2 separate regions of the Danio rerio genome follow, and region 1 is linked to region 2. The links are chromatin contacts, called in public Micro-C maps. All regions are on one chromosome and are shown on one strand. Each heading gives the region's core, a stretch centred on a gene start, on an enhancer-like site or on the middle of the called end of the contact. The rest is flanking DNA. Distances are from core to core; before and after follow the strand shown.

The links. Hi-C and Micro-C count contacts between places; a contact is called where the count stands out from the background.
Region 1: a contact with region 2 is called in a Micro-C map of caudal fin, with 7 times the contacts expected there. The contact joins the promoter of cops7a here to the promoter of gnl1 in region 2. A contact is called at or near these places in 2 of 18 Hi-C or Micro-C datasets (caudal fin and embryo) and 2 of 4 datasets of contacts at active chromatin or transcription factors (embryo and gastrula embryo).

The regions. Positions count from the first base shown.
Region 1 is chr16:23,133,009-23,136,256 of GRCz12tu, forward strand. It overlaps cops7a (COP9 constitutive photomorphogenic homolog subunit 7A), which reads right to left and starts at 1,853. Exons shown (of 8, transcript NM_001305596.1): 1 at 1,780-1,853. All of the region lies in intron 1 of LOC137487900 (a long non-coding RNA gene), which reads left to right. It also overlaps a transcript of si:ch211-154o6.4 not described here.
Region 2 is chr16:23,021,995-23,024,950 of GRCz12tu, forward strand. It overlaps gnl1 (guanine nucleotide binding protein-like 1), which reads right to left and starts at 1,554. Exons shown (of 12, transcript NM_001077253.1): 1 at 1,430-1,554. The coding sequence starts at 1,502. All of the region lies in intron 1 of LOC137487900 (a long non-coding RNA gene), which reads left to right.

The DNA of each region.
Region 1 (3,248 bases), core at 603-3,102, 110 kb after region 2:
CCTAATAACATAAACTAAGAAAAGTATTCTTTGCAAATTGTAAATAGGGAAATCCTATTAGCAGCCAATAATTCCCAAAGTGCGTTGTTCTGTCAATTAAATAGTGCTAATGTTGTTTTAAATCATGCTTGAATACTATTTCAGAGGGAATAGTTAAAGTAATATGGTCAATAATATAGGGAGCATGTCACAAGTTGTCACTGAATGAATGTGCAAATATAATATCAACTTTACCTCAAAAAAAGGACCTGCAAAGTTTAAGGAAATGCAGATTCCATAAACAGAGAGGAGGGATTAAATGCAAGATTTGTTCTTGTTAAATCTGTACCAGCAACCCTCAATAACTCATGTACAATAAACCCGTTTCATAGGGCTTGTTAAATTGCTGTTGATCCACGGCAATATGCTTTCCATGACACTTTGATGCAGGGATTTAATAAGACAGGTGGCTCAGGGTAAAAATAACAACATTATCAGGGTAAAGTTATGCATGATGCACTTTAATTATGATTAAAACAAGGCTGCCAGTTGGACTGATCACAGCTCAGGGACGGCCAAGAAAACATTTTAAAGAGATAAAACAGGAAAGCAATTACATACACCAGAAAGACAATATTTATGAGACTGCAAATGGTACATAACACATCACACGTCACATACAACATTTCAGAAAACAATGTTTATCACATAGGAAAAGTGTGATTTGTGTTCACTAATAATAAATGTTAGTTTTATATTCGCACATTTGTTTAGTGACAACTTGTGACATGTAGGCATAGGATGATAACCCCCGCTTTCAAGGTATACAGCAGTTTGGAAAAGTAAAAAATTTCTGCTATATATTCCTACAGTGTATGTGTGTGTGTGTTTGTTTTACTTATGTTTGTTTGTTTTCAGAACAACAGTACCTCTAGCAGAAATGATATCCAATGATGCCGTTTCAAATGGTAAAGAAATCTGTTTTTGAAACTAATGAAGACAGCAGAAATCAATGATTTATTTAATTTATTTATCTGAAATGTTTACTGCTCCAAAATATTTAAAAAGTTTCTAAAAATTTAATTTATTGTGTTCAAAGGGGAAAAGTTTTCACTTTTAACCCAGACATTTAAAAAGAATACATTTTAGAGTAGTTATCACAATACCGTGAAACCGTGATATTTTTATCCAAGGCTAACAGTTACCATGTCGTCAGAATCTTATACCAGCCCATGCCTAGTGAAACATGCTCCCTAAATTGTTTACCATGGTACTCTGAATATTCCGTCTGAAAACATATGTAAGTATTCAAGACTTACTATTTATTTACGCACTATTTATTTGACTGAATGTTGTCATTGGCTGCTAATTTATTTTATGATTGAGTATTAGCACATAATACTTTTCTGAAATTAATTTATTAAGGACAAATTCCGAATGTGTACATAAAACCAACTTTACCTCTAAAGCTACCACTAACGTTAACGTTACTGTAGTACGTAAAACAACAACCTAGCCGTTTATTTGCTTATTTGAATTGATTTTAAATGATTTGTTGTGTTGTTTAAAGCTCATTAACATCAGTTAGAGAATAAACATGAACTCGTGCTCACACTTCAGCACCACACCGGTATAAAGAACATCAACACAGAACAAGCTAACCAAGGCCTTGTCGTTGTTAAACTGTGGTATTACGTAAACACGCAATGTTATACACGTTACAACATAAACTGAAATGCGCAGAACTAACGTGTAATTAATTTCGCGAGCTGAAACGTGCAGAAAAGCAGATATATTTACCTTATTTACAAAGACTGAGGATGTTTGTGTCAACTGTCGTGCCAATGCTACTTCCGTTGGCAAGCGTGCTACGACATAATAACGTGCTCTCTGATTGGTGGAGAGGCAGACGGGAGGGCGTGACCAGAAAGAGATATTATGAAAGTGAACGGATACACGTCGCCATCGTGTGGTCAAGAGAATTAAGACTAGTTGGTAAATCTCAAAATGTCTACATAAATAAGTGGATAGTTCAACCAACTTACTCAACATTTACTCTCCCTGAAGTGACTCCCATCTGTGAGTTTATTTTTCTGTTGACCACAAAGGAAGCCATTTTGAAGAATGTAACCACTGACCCCTTGAAAAAACAAATACAATCAATTTCTAAATAACCTTTTTTGTGTGCTCGACAGAATAAAGAAACTTAAACAGGTTTTTGTTTTGCTTTGTGAACTATGCCTATAATGATGTTTTTTTTAACATTTACAAATCCAATATAATGATTTTAGATGCTCAAAATTATGCATTATGTTCAATCAGAGATAAGCTCAACTTATGTTTGAGACACGTTAACAAACATTAAATTATTCTTTGTGTAAATTCTCTTAGTTCATCACCCAAAAATCACCCCAAATTTGTGCCATCATTAAACCATCCATCACTTGCTCCAAACTGGCTTGAGTTTCCTTCGTCTGTTGAACACAAAAGAAGAAAGCTGAAACCATTGACTTTCACAGCATTTGTTTTTTTTTTTACATGGAAATTATTGGTTGCAGATTTTCAGCTTTCTTCAAATTATCTTCGTTTGTGTTCAACAAAAGAAAGAAACCCAACATTTATCCACTTGAGGATGAGGAAAAAATGATAAAATGTCATTTTGTGGTGTGAACTATCACTTTAAGTGTGTCGACATTTGATTGATCACTAGCTTATATAGAGGCCAGAAGTGATGTCCAGCCTATGACAAAATAGTATTTGCCCTTTTTAATTGGGTTAAACAATTAAATATTGAACCATATATGTATGCTGATGTATGCTTTACTTGAGTAGAAGTTGTTTTGAGGTTTGTTTTTCTGAGCATTTGTTGTTGTTTTTTGTAAATTAAAACTAAAACTATATTTATGTGATTAGCTGCAATTTGCCTTTTCTTTTGCCATGATGACATGTTCCCCATATTTTGGTTTATTTATTACAAATGAATGAGGGTAATTCCTCGTTCTCAATGTCTATTGGACATTATAACATGATGAAACATTAATAATAATAATAATAATAATAACAATAATAATATATGTATACATTTATGCAAAACTTTAAAAAACTTATTTGTATAAGTTTACAATATTTGAGATGTAAAACCTGTGGACGTTAATGTTAAATCTTGAGTAATATAAATTTAAGCAATGAAAAGGAGCACCAAAAAATAAGCAATTATGCCAAAGCAACTATGAGAAGGAGGATTACTGAAACTACATTGATTCTTCATT
Region 2 (2,956 bases), core at 304-2,803:
ATTTTAAGTAACACATGCAGTATCATTTTTTAAATTTTATACTGAAAATATTACAGTAAAAACATAATCCCATTTATAACACAATGGAGTTCAATGCAGAATACAGTAGTCAAGCTGCTCCTGCCTTCAGCTTCATTTGCTCGCAGATGACTTGTGCATTGACCTATATCTGTCAAGTGACAGCATTTACATTTTAAACGTCTGACTTATTTACACCATTTAATTGTATCACTTTATTTCAAGTGGATCGTCAAAATGATGATATCTGTCAAAGGCTTTCTCCCACTCTATTCAGATGGGATGGTGGGATAATCAAAGGATACCATGGGCCAACTTTGGCCCGCGGGTTCTACTTCGGGCATCTCTGCTATTGACAATTTTGAATGTGCAGCAATATTATGTGCAAATTGCAATGTAAACTAAATATGTGTGTTACATAGATAAGTGAATATGTGTAATACATAAATATGTGTAGTACATAAATAGTGTTATTGTACTTATTCTACAATCCCTAAACTAGCAGCTTATGAATAATAAAATGAGAGTAAGCTGTGACAGGTAATTGCAAAATTACTGACATAAAGAATTCAAAAGAATGTCTAAAAAGAACCACGAAAATAAAGTATCACTCTCATTTGTTTGTATTAAGACCTTAATACTCTTTCTGTGGAAAATAACCCACGCTGCTTCTGCTGTAATAATCATGTAATACTCTGATGAATTACAATTATTATGCCAATAAAATTAGATTGATGACGACACATAATAATCACTTTAAAGCCACATCACTGCTTCATCAGCAGCAGTTATTTTAAGTAGTTTTTCTGTGTACTAGAGCCGAATACTTAGGCAGTTAATTCAGCCTGCTTTAGCATGTATTGATCGCTTTGTTATTGTGTTACGTAACTTCACGCTGAGTCTGCGCACTTACATACCGCATAACACAAGCGCTAACAACAGCAAAACACAAGCCGCTCAAAATGCGGTGAATAATCATCATCATCATCAGGCCTTTCAGCGTCATTTCGCAGTTGACAGATAAAAACGGAAATCTGGTCCATGAAGACAAATAACCGTTGGGGCGCGTGACACTCGAGTTGTCACGAGCAGTTGTTTATACTGTACACGACCTCCATAATAAGCGCAATGTGATGGATTTATGCTGTTTTATTAATTAAATTCAGCGTCTTCTTTCGTTTCCTAGTCAGACATAAATTTGACAGCAGTATGGTGTCAAGTTTGGTCACAAGCATCCACAAAAACTTAGCAAGCAAAGTATTTAGAGCAGCGTAGTTGATCGGCGACTGATCTAACATGGAGGGACATGGTCACATTACTGCACACTGAAATATAAATCATAAAACAAAAAATCACGTGGCTGGCGTAGAGGGTCTGCGAGCGCGCTAACTCGGCTAAGCTAGTTACCCACCTCTCTTTCTCTCGCGTTTCACCTGGAGCTGCTTCTTTTTCTGTTTGTTACTGAAAGGCTTTCTGCGCGGCATGGTCGCATTAATCAAAAAAGAAGGACGAAATAAGGCGCGAGGACGTATCCTCTGTTGTTCGCTCAATATTTACATTCGTGAAGTTTCTCCGCTACTCGCGTGGACTTTTCCGTGACCCCGCCCACTGATGGGGTGGACGCTACCATCATGAACTTCACACATTCAACACTAGGCGTCACAAATACATCTCACTTTGACTTTCCCATTGCTTTATGATGTTCTTGTGCCTTTGTTGACTTTATGCGACGATTTTTCACAAAAGTAAACAAACCAAGTAGTAATTTTGACCCCTATATTTTTGAGTAGTAGTGTGGCACAGACAGTCTACCAAAGATTTGAAACTGAATGCTGGAATTGGTATCAGTCAGCGTTTGTGAAAGCTTTTTTTATAAAGTAATGCATTACAATGTTAAGTTACTTTCTCAGAAAGTAACTGGTTACGTTACATAGTTACCTTGTATGGTAAGTAATGTTACATTACTTTTGAGTTACATTTCTTACCTGAGACTTGATCTCTTATTCTCTATTAGAATTTGCATTTTATTTTTAACAGAGGAGCTTTACAGTTAGGAAAAAGCACTGTATAGAATTCATTTACCTTTAAAATAAACACATAAAAAATCCTAATTTAGGAAAACATTATCTTCTGGGAGCTTTGAAAGTTTAAAGCAATTTGTTAACTAGAATAGCTACTTGGTACTTTTTGTCATATTAGTGAACAAAAATCACTTTGTATTAAGACAATCCCCTTTTCTTCTATGTGTTCAAAATAATGAGAATAGTGTAGAAGATACACCATCTAAATGCACTAGCGCGCATCGTCAGTAATGTATCCTGGCCCTGGGGTCACCGGGTGTTTCGGTCTTCAACTATCGACATACTCACCCAGGTGACCCAGATAAGGTTGATCAGACCCCAGCTTGCGTCCCAGTAGCCATCACCCACAGATCAGCCCTCATTATCAATTGCCGTCTTGTGGCTTTCTCTGCAGCTTCTCAAACAGACTTAAAAGGAACCTGTGGTAAAAAAAATCTACTTTTCAAGCTGTTTGGACAGACAGATGTGTAAGTATAGTGTATAGACCATAATGTTGGGGTGATATAAACACACCCAGTCCTTTTTTTTTTCAATTTAACAACATAAAAACGGTGGACCAATTGGATCAGTTTTCAGAGTGATCGCAACTTGACGTAGGAGTGTGGTCCCCCCGCCCACCTATATTGATTTACAGGCCCATTGATGGACGTCACCATATGCTCAGTTTGTTGATTTACGTCCGCCATTTTCAGTGTGAGTCAAAGCGATATCACTAAAGGAACATCCTTGCTCTATTTTTAGATGTAAGGCTCATTGGGCTCAACACAAGATTAACATTCACCACATGATTGCTGTAATCGGAATTATTGGTTGTATCTTTAGGTAGGCTTGTAAACATGTGTGCTTTTCATTGCGTC